2 separate regions of the Mus musculus genome follow, and region 1 is linked to region 2. A link is a contact called in public promoter capture Hi-C data. All regions are on one chromosome and are shown on one strand. The core of a region is the stretch at or near the end of the contact, and the rest is flanking DNA. Distances in the headings are between cores, read along the strand shown. Region 1 holds the start of Dusp23 (dual specificity phosphatase 23). Region 2 holds the start of Slamf8 (SLAM family member 8).

Region 1 (6,172 bases), core at 2,133-4,632, 42 kb after region 2:
AGAAGGGCAGAGTTTTTCATTTGAAGTCAACTCTTACTTATTTAAAAGCGATTTCCTTAAGCACATAATTATATGTTTATTTCCCTAAGGAACTCTTGAGGCAGAGGAGACCTGCTTAAATTATGGGGAGGGAACAGCACACAGGGCTTTAATGGGGTTAGAAAAATTTTCTGTCTCCTTCAAAGGAGCCTTGGGAGGAAGGTAAGAGCAGATTCCGCTCTGGCAGTGCGGAGGACACGCGGAGGAACAGACAGCAGAAAGGGCGAGGATGGGTCACATAGCACAGTCGAGCAATACTGGCAAGGGGAGGGCACAGCCCCTCACCTCCTTCTGTGTGGGTAAATTCTGGCAGTGAAAGAAAAGAGTCAAGGAAACAGGCCTTTTCCTCTCTCTGGGTTATGCCCTCCTCAGGAAAACACAGACATACACACTCCCGCGGGAGATGGTCTGGTTTGAATCATGGGGCAGAAGTGGGAGGGGCAAGGTGGATGGTGTGTCCGTCCTTTGTCCTTTTCCCATCCTTGAAGCCTAAATGCCTGGGACCTTGGAGTTTCTTCTCTTTGGCCGATATATCCCCCTGGGTGGGTCAGAGAGGATCCAAGGAGACAGTTAAGGAATGGGCCCTCCAGATGAAACAGAAAAAGGATTTCAAATGAGGGCTCTTATATTTCTTGCTTAAAAAGCCTTTTGTGTAAGAGTGAGCTGGATAATGTTGAGTTAGGGGCACAGGGAAGATGGAATGAAGTACAGGGGAGGGGCTGGTGTAGGCCTAGCTCTGGTCTTTGATAGGAGAGATGGAGGCTGTAGGGGAACTCTTGACTGTCCTGCATCTGGGATAGTTGAGGTAGCCTTTAGTGTCCATCGAGTGTGAAGAGAATGTCATTACCCTTCTCCAGAAGGCAGGGCTCCTGAGAATAGGAATCATGGCTTTTCTTTTTGCTGAGTTGGTTCCATCTCTAACAGCACCTGGTTCACACAGACACGCAGAGTCTCCCTTACTCAGTTCAGCCTATTATGGAAGATAGGGCATGGATTCAGACTGCCATTATGGAAGAGTCCACTGGGCTCATGAATGACACTTATCTCATCTCTCAGAAAGTCTAAAGTGTGGCGCTTGCGGCTGGGTGGAGTCCAACAGGGGAGACGTGAAGATAACACCTGAGAAACATGGCCAAGATTCATAGTCCCAGAGTTATTTATTTGATCACTTAATATCCACTCTAAAACCACCAAGACACAGTTTCAGCATTCGTTGGTCTGAGGCTGGGGACGACATAGGGGTTGGAGGTGACAGATGAGCTGAGTCACCTGAGGCTGGTAAGAGGTGGCCAGCCCTGGTGGGGGGAGGAAGGGGGAGGGAGAGAGGGAGATTAAGAGGGAGAGTGGGAGGGGGAGACCAAGAGAGAAACAGATAAGACAGAGAGAGACCTCATCTGTAGCACGATATGCAGGTCTTCTGTACCCTGAGAGAACAAAGGTGGCTCAGGTAGGACGGATGACCCTACATAAGGGGTGATGTCAAGGGGGCACTGCTGGTGTAGGAGTGCAGCGGCCTGAGGCTGCTTGGAGGCCATGTGGCCAGGGACATGGGTCTCCTTCACTGACCAGTTCTCCTCTATCACATGTCAGGGAACAGCACTTAGAATCCCATCATCCTCAGGATGACAAAGGTGTGTGCTGGAGTCCTGGCCTATCCTTCTGTTTCCCAGAACTGTGACCGGAGGCCTTTCTGAACTCTAGACACCTCATCCAAAGAACAGAAGTGGTTTTTTTTTTTTTTTTTTTGTTTTTTTTTTTTTTGTCTTTTCAACCACCCAGATGTATTGGGAGTGCTGTGTACATGCTATGCAGCGGTGATGAGTTCTTATCAGTTATTACCTCATTTTTGTGGGGTCTCGGCCATCCTGCCGGCCACGTTATGGCTTTGGGGAAGGACTACTTTTGTCCAATAGGAGTCAGAGGGACCTGAAGGATGCAGTACTTTAGTTCACTCCCCTTCCTCCCTGGCCGCAGGAGTTGGGGAGGGGGAAAGGCGGGCTGTTGAAGTCCTCATTTTGTTCGCTGGTAGAACTGGAAGACGGCCTTCTCCTGTTCATACGTCTCAATGGATCCTGGTCGCAGGCGCCGGATCTCAGCAATGGCATCTCCTGCGGCCAAAGCCCGCTCCTTCACCAAGTAGCAGGCTAGCATGGTGCCAGTGCGGCCAAAGCCTAGGGCACAGTGCACTCCAACAGCCTGTGAAGTGGAGACTGATGGAGTAGAGTCCAATGCCCTCCCCAATACTCCCCTGTCCTCACCCCACACATCACAGGCTCTCCAAGAAGTGACATCAAAGCTGTGGGAGGACAGGTGACTAGGAGGCCTCTGGAATGGCTGGTTCCAACTTGGGCTCTCAGCCTACATCGCCTGGCCTCTATCCTGTGCTGTCTTGTATAGTACATCCAGCCACTTGTGGTGCTATTTTTCCTGAAATGTGTCAGTCCAAACTGAGCTGAGGTGCAAAATACTTACCAGGCCCTGAAGATGCGGCATGAAAAAGACTGGACATGCCTCATTAATAATTTGTTTCATATTGATTCTATGTTGAAATAATATTTTTGACTTATTGGATTAGTACAAAATTAACTTCACCTGCTTCTTTTTCATCTTTTTCGTTTTTTGTTTTTGTTTTTTTTTTAAAACGTAGCTGCTAGTAAAATTTAAAATTACAAGTGTGTCTCTATGACATTTGGACCTCTAGTAAAAGGGCTTTGAACTGATTCCGTCTGACATAGGCGCTCCCTGGACTCCTGGAAGGATTTCACTTGACAGTACTCTCTCTCCAGCCTACTTGGCACCACCTCTCCTAGCAGCATAGTTGACTTTAGTCAGGGAGTGGGTCCATCTAGCTCCCACCCCACTTAGCCCTGTCACCCCCGCCCCCAACCCCAGGCTCTCCCACTCTTTTCGGACTCCAGCTCCGGCCCCGCCCACTCATTTCCTTCCAGGCCCCGCCCTCTCGCTCTGGCTCACGAGCGTGCTGACCTCTCCCCGGGCATTGGCCTCGTCCACGATCTTCACAAATTGGTCGATCTGTTCCGGGGACGGCGGGCAAAAGTCAGGGATGCGCATTCGGTGCAGCGTGAGGCCGGGACAGCTGTCACTGTGAGGGGGTCCGCGCTCCGTCAGGGACACCAGGTGCCGCACACCCTGGTCCAGCAGGAACTGGTAGTGCGCGGGCAGCCGGGGCAACGCCAGTCCGGCCAGCCGTCCCGGAAGCACCCAGGAGAAGTTGGGGGGTTGCACGCCCATCGTGGGGGGAGTTTACTCAGGGCGAGGCTGGCCTTTCCTACTCTGCCGGGAGATTGGGTCACCCCCCCTCTGGGGCTGGATTCCGTCCCCGCTCAGCACTTGCCCTAGCGGGCCACGTAGTCTCTTGGACCCTCCCCCGTGACGCTCCTCCCCACCCAGGGTTGGCTGAACAGCGGGGGCGGGGCTAAGACGGCTCCAAGGCAGGCAGAGAAACCCTACAGCCCAACGGACGCGAGCAGGGCACTCGTTGATAGGCTGGGTAATCAACAACAAGCGTGATTATTGCAGCGGGGAGTGAAGGCACTAAGGAAGCCTGGAACCAATTAATTGCTCCTGTAGAGAAAACAGCCCAGGGCTGGGCTCTGCTGCTCCCTGGTGGTGCGTTGGAGCTACTGCATCGTGGGCCAGCCGCCTAACGGCCTGGTCTCTTCATAGTTTTTATACAAGGGGTTTAAATAGTGATAGAAAAATCTACTTCTGCCTGGGCGCGGGTGTGAGTAGGTAATCTCTTCAATGACCAAGCAGTCATGGTTGCTGTCTTCTTGAGTTCTTGAAGTAAGAGGGAACTACTATGTCCCAGACAATAGAAAGTTTTATTTTTCTACTGCCGACAGTAGTTAAAGGATGGGGGGTGGGGAAATATGTGGCACTGGAAATGGTACTCAGGGTAATATAGTAACCACTATCAACAACATAAGGGTTAACAACATTTAAGCTTTTGCTTTGTGTTAGGTACTTGTGCAAATACTTTTTATATATGTTAATTAATCGCCATAAGGTAGGTGATCACAGTAACCCCATTTTAGAGATGAGAAAACTGAGGCACCGAGGAAGCTAAGGAAGATACCATTCTCCAGAATCTCTCTCTCTTTTAAAAAAATGTTTATCTTATGTATATGAGTGCCCTGTAGCTGTCTTTAGACACACCAGAAGAGGGCATCGGATCCCATTACAGCTGGTTGTGAGCCAACTTGTAGTTGCTCAAATTTGAACTCAGGACCTCCGGAAGAGCAGTCAGTACTCTTAACTGCTGAGCCATCTCTCCAGCTCCGAAATCTTGTTTTAAAAATTATTATTATTTTTATTTTATGTACATTGGTGTTTTGCTTGCATGTGTATCTGTGTGAAGGTGTCAGGACTCCCGGAGCTGGAGTTACAGACAGCTGTGAGCTGCCGTGTAGGTGCTGGGGATGGAACCTCTGGAAGAGCAGCCAGTGCTCTTAACTGCTGAGCCATTGTTCTGTCCCCCTCTCCAGAATCTTTTAATGGCACACTTTCCTACAGTCATCCAGGAAATGACAGTGTTACACAGCCATCTTCACATTCTTCCAAACATTTTGTGTTTAAAACCCTGGGTATTTTCTTAACCGGGGGCCTAGGGACATACTGACCTAAGCCCACAAGACCTGGGTATGAAGACATCCTACCCTCCCTTGGTTGCTGGTCATTAGGGTGAAAATCTGGGCCTTGGGAGCCATAACAAGCCAAGATGGGCTACTTGTCTCTTCAATGGGCCAATTAAATAAACCTGCTAGTGAAAGCGGGAGGTGGTTTATTCAGTGTGCTACATTAGTGAGAGAAACAAGGAGGTCCAGTCCCTACCACCCAAGTCTATCTTTAGGGTCCTGGTATGAGGATTAGGCTTAGGTAGAAGGTAAGAGTTATGTATAACTGAGTGTTCCTGGTCAAGGTGTGGTTCTCCATGCCCCCCTTCACCCTAGCCTCTGCTTTCGTCTCTCATACAAGGAGACAAGTTCCCCATCTCTCAAACACCAGGCTCCCAGTCTTTCCCTTCTCCTGCGTGAGGCTCTCGGGGGAAATTCCAGGATCGTGGAGTCCATTGTTTCAGCAACCGGGCAGCGGGAGGGCTGTCCACGGCATCAGCAAAATGGAAGGATTTCTCCTTTCCGAGGTGGATTGCCTGCTCTGGCTCAGTGGGAACGAACCTTGACGGCAGACAGCTGTGTCTGGAAGTAACATTTCCAGGAACTGTCCGTGTGGGCAGATCACTTCTTGGGTTCTCTGCTTTCTCTGTCTACCTTCCACGTGTCAGGGAAGAACTTTCCACGTCTCTCCTCGCCCTTCCGTGCACGTCTCTTATCTCCTTCCTATCCAGCTCCAAGCCTGTCTTCTCCAGTGGGAGGCAGACTCTCTTCTCTAATGAGCCCCTAGGCTGCTCTCAGTGTGTCCTCTCTCCTGTGGGTCTCTGAGGCTGAAAGGTCGTCCATCATCCTCCCTCCTACGCAGGCTTGCCTGTGGAAAGGCCAGTTAGCTCCGAGTGAAGACTTGCTCTCCCTTGTCTGCTCATCCTTCATCTTCTAGAGAGAGAAGGGCTCAGGGTCCATGTCTGAGCTGTGTCCCATTGCAGGTGTCTCCTTTAATTTTCTGTCTCAGCTGAGGGTTTCTGTAAGAAAAGCCACTGCTGGGCTCCTGGCGAGGCTTCCTGCAACCTCGGCAGTCTCTTACACATTATCTACAGGATCTTTCTTGTCTGTTTAGGGCTATCTGGGCCTCAGGAGGGTTTAGGCTCTGTGTACTCTGATCTTCCCACTGTGGAAGTTGCTTTGTTGAGCCAGAGTTTCCTGTTTTTGTTGGAACTAAGACTGATTTGTTGAATCTTTTATTTTTACCAGCGTCTGGACATAGTGTTCAAAAGTGTTAAGTAAATGGACTGAAAAAATAAAGAGAATGCATTGGCAAGACGTACTTCAAGACACTGGGAGTCTCCAGGGTGTCTGTGGATTCTTCAGTTGCATGGGGACTGTGTTGAATATTATGTGTAACTTCTTTTAAAACTTCATTTTTTTACTGTAATTTAATTCACACACTAAAACACGAAACAAATACACACCCCAGTGAATTTTTACATGTGTGTACTCAC
Region 2 (6,544 bases), core at 2,501-5,000:
GGAAGGGGAAATGTGTGGGAGGGAGGGGGAGGGGAGGAGGAGGGAGGAGGGAGGAGGGAGGAAGAGGAGAGGGGAGGGAGGAAGGGAAGGGAGGAGGGGAAAGGAGTGGGAGGAAGAAGAGGAGGGAGAGGAGAGAGAAGAGGGGAGGAGGAAGGGGAGGGAGAGGAGGAGTGGGAGGAGAGACCCTGCATCCCATCCTTATTAAGTTCATCCACTTCTGCTGCAGAGCTACAGGCAGCTGCACAAGGGATGCCGGTTTAGTGGAGCACAGCCCACCCCACGAACCCTAAGAAATAAAAACAGTGACTATTATTAGCTCTCAAGTAATGTAGCTCAGGTTGGCTTTGAACCCGAAGCAATCTTCCTGCCTCAGACTCCCGAGTGCTAGAATTACAGGCATGTGTCAACCATATCAGCTAAAAGATCTTTTAAGAAAAATAAGGCTGTGGGAATTCTAGATCCCGGGTAGAATTTTTCTAAGTGTACAAGGCTCTGGCTTGAATCTTTAGCACGAACTTTAGAATAACAGAAACCAAGACGAAACAAAACAAAATTCCCTAATTAATTATAGTTTAAGTTGAGTTAACTTGTAAATAAAAACTAATTATGTCACGTGCCACATTCTTTTCCTTTTTAGCGGCAAATACAAAACAGTATCACTTACAATCTAAGATGATACCTTATAATGAATAGACAGGCCAATGCTCTGTTCTATAGTCCACCGTGCTTTATCCTTACGGGTACTGGGCATGGTCCTTATTATAAGGCTCAGTGTACAACTGGGGTGGGGGGAAAGGGGAAGGTCGGAGGCTAAGCATCATTTCCCAGCCTGATGAGCCAACAAAAGAATGAATGGATACAGATGAGGTTGGTACGTTGGTGAAGCCAGCTGCTTTGAGAGGTGCTCACCTGGGAAGTGTGTGGGGAGCTTTTTTTAGATGTGACTTCTGGGGAGCAGCTGTTCCCTGACTTAGCAACGTGGTCAAAGGCCAGGTCTTTCTGGAACCTTGTCCTCCCCAGCTCCCATGGCTCCAGATGCTTGCTCGGTAGTTTGCAGGAGGAGTCAGGGAACCAGTATTGGGCACACTTACCGTACACCTTGAGATACAGGGTCTGGGTCCAGGTTTGACCCCTTGTATCCACCATCAGCACAGAGAAATTGCCGCTGTCTCCAGGTTTCAGGGGTCCAAGCTCCAGGCTGAGGTTGTCATATAGCTGGACTCGGCCCAGGAAACGAGAGTGGTACAGAGTCTCCAAGGAACCTCGGAAAAATGTGGCCAGGAGCTCCTCCGATGGCCACAGAGATCGCCAGATAGCCTCACGCACTTGGAAGCCCGGAGGACACTCGGCCACCAGCAGCTCTGAGTCCCCTACCTTGCTTAGCACTTGGACACTGACAACCACAACGGGAAGGAGAGCTGTGAGAACAAAAACCCTGGTTAGTCTGCCTATGTAGGTGTCTCGCCCCACTCCCGGCAAACCAAACGGCTGAGTGGCTCAGAATTGAAATAGGGCCCTCCACCACACAGCAGTTGCACTGAGGGTGTAGTAGAGTATCCCATGGATGGAGGAACAAAACAGGAAGAGAATCTGGTCTCTGTTCATGGAGAAACCAGACCTCAAGCCAGCCTCTAAAACAAATTAAGTATCATAGTGAGAAAAAGTGTCTCAACAGTAGGTTAATAGGGGTCCTCACCCAGCCTGGAGCTGCCTCAGAGAAGAAGCATCCTAAAGTAGGAGTAGGAATTGGCTAGACAAGCAGTGGCTACTGGGATGGGGATGGAGAAGCACTACAGGCAGAGGGGACAGCACGGGGGTGGAGGGGGTGGGGTGAGGGGTGGAGGCTTAGACGGGGGGTGGGGTGGGGGGGTGGGGGGCATGAGGAAATGAAAGTGGTTCTGCCAAGGAGAAGTAAGGAGAGAAGGACACCAAAAGTTCCTGGGACCTCACTGTACCATGAAGGAGCCCTAGTTTCTGAGCTTTTTAATCCTTCGAACAATGGTGTGCGCATGCGCGAGCGTGCGTGCTGTTGCAGGTAGGTTTTGAGCGAGGAAGTGGCATGATGAAATGCACGACGAAGAGGCACGGAGGCACGGAGATCGCACTGGAGGTGGCAGAAAGGTTGAGGCTGTGTTTTTTTTTTTTTTTTTTTTTTTTTCCAATGCAAGATAAAGGTGGAAACTTAAACAAAGGAATGGAACCACCGGGGATGGGGAGCCAGAAAGAGTAATACTGTATGTAGTTAGCAAACTCTAGTATTAGATTTGGTTTGAGAGTGAAGCGGGAGGACTCAAAGGGTGCTCCCAGGTTTTGGGACCCATTGCCTATCATTATTTGTGATCTAAAACAGGGAAAGAGACAAACAGGAGGTGAGATAGCAAGGTGCGATGTTCAAAGGACTGTTTTGAGCTTGAACTATGAGGAAGACAATCCTGTTTGAGCTGCCCTCTTGACTCCTTTTCTGCCTTATTTGTGTGTGCTTATTCTGTAAGCATCACCATCACCTCTAACCTCTTCCCTAGCTCACTGCAAGGTTACATTCTTTCTGTTTTCCTACAGTGACCAGAAATCAGCACCCTGTACTATTAGTAGTGTCTGTCTCTGAATCAGGATCCCCCTCCAGACATGAACTCTTTCAGGCTAAGAGCAAACGTCTTTATCTTTATACGTGCAGTTCTCCCCTTCCCCTCAGTTTAATATTAGACTGCAGGAGCTCAGTACACTGCACTGAATTTGCTGAGGATTGACCCCGAGCCTGGTACAGAAGGAGGCTTCAGGATGCAGGGCACCGTAAGGGTTGATACATCATGTATCCAAGTGCCAGAAGCTGGGATCAAGAGATCTGCTGATCACAACTCTAGTCCTCATCTATATCTTTAACCTCTCTGGGCCTAGCCATCTTTATTCTGAAGGACACAGATTCAGTGTTAACACTGGATGCCCCTTAAGTCTGAGGTTCTGCCGTATCCTGGCTCTGAGTATGGGGATCCATGAACTCCGTGTCATGTTGCCTATTTGTTGATCAAAGAGGGAAACTCAGCCATCAGAGTGATGGAGGGAGTCAGCTCGTGTTTGGAGACTCCAACACCAGTTTGCTATCAGCTATCCTCATGCCCACTGGGACCACATTTAACCTGCTGTCACCTCATTTCTTCATTCAATGTCCATCTCTTCTTGTACAGGATACAGAGAGTGACCTCAGCATCCTTACAAGCTGCCGAAACACTCCTTAGGGAACTCTCCTCTGCCTTACCCTCCTCTCTTTCCCTGGACTGGAGGATCCCCATGTGTCAGTAGTGCCAGATCCCCATCACCCTAGCACCCAACTTTCTCTCAAAACTGCCATCATTTCAAGCTGCTCTGGGCCCTGGAACGGGTGGTGTCTCCTGGATACAGATGCCACTGGTAACGCTACCCTATTTTGTCTAAGACACCACTTGAGCTTGCTCCACACCTCACTTCTCCTTCTCTCCTTGATTCTTACTTGGTTTGGAGAGGCAAGCTGCCTAGCAGTAGGATGAAGGCAGCTGGGGAGAGGCTTTCAGCTCCCCGAGGACAGGTTGTCCATCTGCCCCACTTACCTTCAAAGAGAAGAAGACTCCAGAGGGACCACATGGCCGTTGTCCTCCCTTGGAAGATTCCCTCAGCAAACTAGGATATCCATCCTAGGCCAGACGAGTGCACGGAAGGAGCTGTGGTCCTGCTGGAAAGTCCCATGTTCAGAAGGAGGAATCTTGACTCAAAACAAGATGTCTTGAAAGCGAAAGCATCCCGGGTAAAGTGGAAGTTGGCTGCAGGCCCAGCTGAGCCTCACTGGGTTCTCAGGAGCCGGTTCTTGTAAGTCAGCCTCCTTTCTGTGCACATGGCAGTCAGAGCATGGTGACAAGCACACCCACATGGCACACGTGCTTCTTACACATGGTCACCAGGCCTTTCTGCATCCAGCCCTGCTCATGGATGGGCCTAATCACCATCATTGTCACAGAGAGCCTTCTGAGCTTCAATTTTCATCTATGCACTTCCCCTCTGCTTAAAAGTCTTTGAAACTCTCCTGCTGCCCTCTGGATAAAGACAAAATACTGAGCTTAGCATGGGAGGCTTTTCAGCTTCTACAGACTGGCTGCCCACATCTGCTCTCCTCTTTGGCCATCCCAGCCAGACTACCTCTTTTTAGAACCACCCCATTTGACATCTGCACACATTGGATTGGCTTTCCTAGCAGGCATACCTTGCCCACCAGGCTGTCCTTCAAGGCTCCCTGCCTACAAGCAGAGTGAGAAATACTTTGTACCCATGTATTCTTACTCTTCCTTGTATCCTCTGCATGTTGCTGGTCATAGCCACACAGTTTCTCTAGGCCGTTTAATAGCAACATTCGTATTTGTTTCTGTGCTGGACACACTGTTTAATAAATAGTCATTAAGTGATTGGACAACTATCAGACGTGGCTAGCCCTTTTGCTTTTATGTAAGGCTGAGGACCATTCTCAGAGCTGATCTTCTTGTCACCCCATTGGAAGTATCTGTGGAAGAAGAATTAAAAGCCACGTTAATGGTAGGCACTCTCTTGGGGTCCCAGGGGTCATAGAGGGGCAGAGAGCATGGGCTGTCCCCTCCTCACTCTTATTCTGCGCTTTTATTTATAGCTTCTTTTTTCCCCTCTTCCCTCAGTAATAGAGAGAGAATGAAAGGCTTCTGGAATGTTCTACCAACTTGTATCCCTATCCCCAGCAGAGAAGTCATTTTAAGATGCTGCCCTTGAGAAAGATGCCTAATGTCCTGAGTTTGGATCATTGTGTGTTGTCCTGTATAGTATCTAGTTTGTGAGTGAAATGGGCACCATGGTAACACTGGCTGTGGAGGAAGAGAAAGCATTCATGCTGCTCCTGAGGAACCAAGAGAGAAGGGAAAGGACCAGCATTTTCCTGGGGAATGAATGGGGAGCCTCTACGTGTAGTTCAGAGGGGAAATGTACAGCAGGGTCTGAAGAAGACTGTCAGAACACTACTGCTCATTCAAACTTGAAGGAGACCACTGGGGCCTGAGATCCTGACCAGACCAAAGTAGACTGGAATTCTTCCTACTAGACAGGTTTCTAAAAGACACACACACACACACACACACACACACACACACACACACACACACACACACAAATTAAAAAATTAAAATCAGTTAACCAGAAGATCAATATTTATTTATTTATTTATTTATTTATTTATTTATTTATTTATTTATTTATTTATTATGTTTACAGGGTCTTGTATGTTACAGACTGGCCTTGGACTCACTGATTATAGACGACCTTGGACTTCCTTTTCTTTTTGTTTTTTCGAGACAGGGTTTCTCTGTATAGCCCTGGCTGTCCTGGAACTCACTTTGTAGACCAGGCTGGCCTCGAACTCAGAAATCCGCCTGCCTCTGCCTCCTGAGTGCTGGGATTAAAGGCGTGTGTGCTACCACGCCCGGCTGACCTTGAACTTTTAACCCTCTACCTCCTAGCTGCAGAGATTACAGGCAAGCCCCACCGCTTCCAGTTCCTGGGGCACCAGGGGATGGAACCATACATAGGTTTTCCACATGTGAGGCAAACGCTGTCACCTGAGTTAAAGCTCCAGCATTCTCAGTCCTAGCAGGCCTATACCTCTGAAATGTCTGATTGGCTTCCTCTGCCTGGTACCGGCTTCCTCTGGCCCTTCCTGCCTGCACAGCCCCAGCTCTGTTCAGTTCCCCAGGCACCTTTGCTAAGCTAGCAGGTGGGTTGCTGCTCTGCGGATTGCTAGTAGATCACTTAGCCAGGCTTGAAATGTTCCTTTTCAATACGTTGTAATGGCATACCTGTGAGATCTGTCAGCGGACGCCTTGCTGCTGGGCTCCAGTGGCCCCTCCCTGCTCAGCCTTCTTGGGCAGCTGTGGAATGTCGGGAAGACTGGGCCTGAGGCAGAAGAACTTGGGAGAGCGAGCACTGCTTTAGCCACTTCCTAGAAATATCCACTGTCACCATTTGCGAACGGGTGCATTGGATAGCCCTTACTGGTAGCTCCTGAGATGGTGCTGGCATAGAGGGTCTCTTCCAACTCAATCACATTCTGCCTGTCCTGCCTCACCCTGGCTCTAGCTTATAAAGAGGTAGAAGGGACAATATCTTCAGTGAGCCTGGGGGCTATGGTGTACAGAGTGGGAGAGAAGGAAGAACATGCAGGGGACGGGGGTTGGTTGGGTGGGTGGGTGGGAATGGTAGATGCAGGAGCCTGGGCTGGTGGGATGTTCATCTTAGGGCCTCTCTGCCTTTGAGGCAATGAGATACCTTTCTAGAGATGTGAAGGAAGGCTGTATAGTATAGCAAACAAAGCCACCATGGAGATTTATTGAGGTAGAGAGAGGAACCGGAGGCTCATTTATACATTCATCCTTCACCAAACACTTACAGGTTTCTCATCTCCTGCAGACCAAGGCATCAAATAAACTTTTATAGAGCATCCATAGGCATGATGCCATGAGGCCAGAGCTCACAAACTGGGTGGCAGCAATCTGGTCCTGATGAC

What was found. Promoter capture Hi-C pulls out the DNA fragments that hold promoters and counts their contacts.
Region 1: a promoter capture Hi-C map of macrophages shows a contact between it and region 2, with 8 read pairs. The contact joins the promoter of Dusp23 here to the promoter of Slamf8 in region 2. A contact is called at or near these places in 2 of 39 promoter capture datasets (embryonic stem cells and macrophages), 3 of 484 Hi-C or Micro-C datasets (nephron progenitors and palatal mesenchyme), 3 of 115 datasets of contacts at active chromatin or transcription factors (embryonic stem cells and intestinal crypt epithelium) and 3 of 9 other capture datasets (adipose tissue, liver and pancreatic islet).

What each region holds. Positions count from the first base shown.
Region 1 is chr1:172,629,592-172,635,763 of GRCm38.p6, forward strand. Dusp23 (dual specificity phosphatase 23) reads right to left here and starts at 3,383. Exons shown (of 2, transcript NM_026725.2): 1 at 3,025-3,383; 2 at 1,178-2,235. The coding sequence starts at 3,291. The coding sequence ends at 2,050. Gm35601 (a long non-coding RNA gene) reads left to right here and starts at 3,389. Exons shown (of 5, transcript XR_001779542.2): 1 at 3,389-3,550.
Region 2 is chr1:172,586,818-172,593,361 of GRCm38.p6, forward strand. Slamf8 (SLAM family member 8) reads right to left here and starts at 3,751. Exons shown (of 5, transcript NM_029084.3): 1 at 3,582-3,751; 2 at 1,092-1,418. The coding sequence starts at 3,615.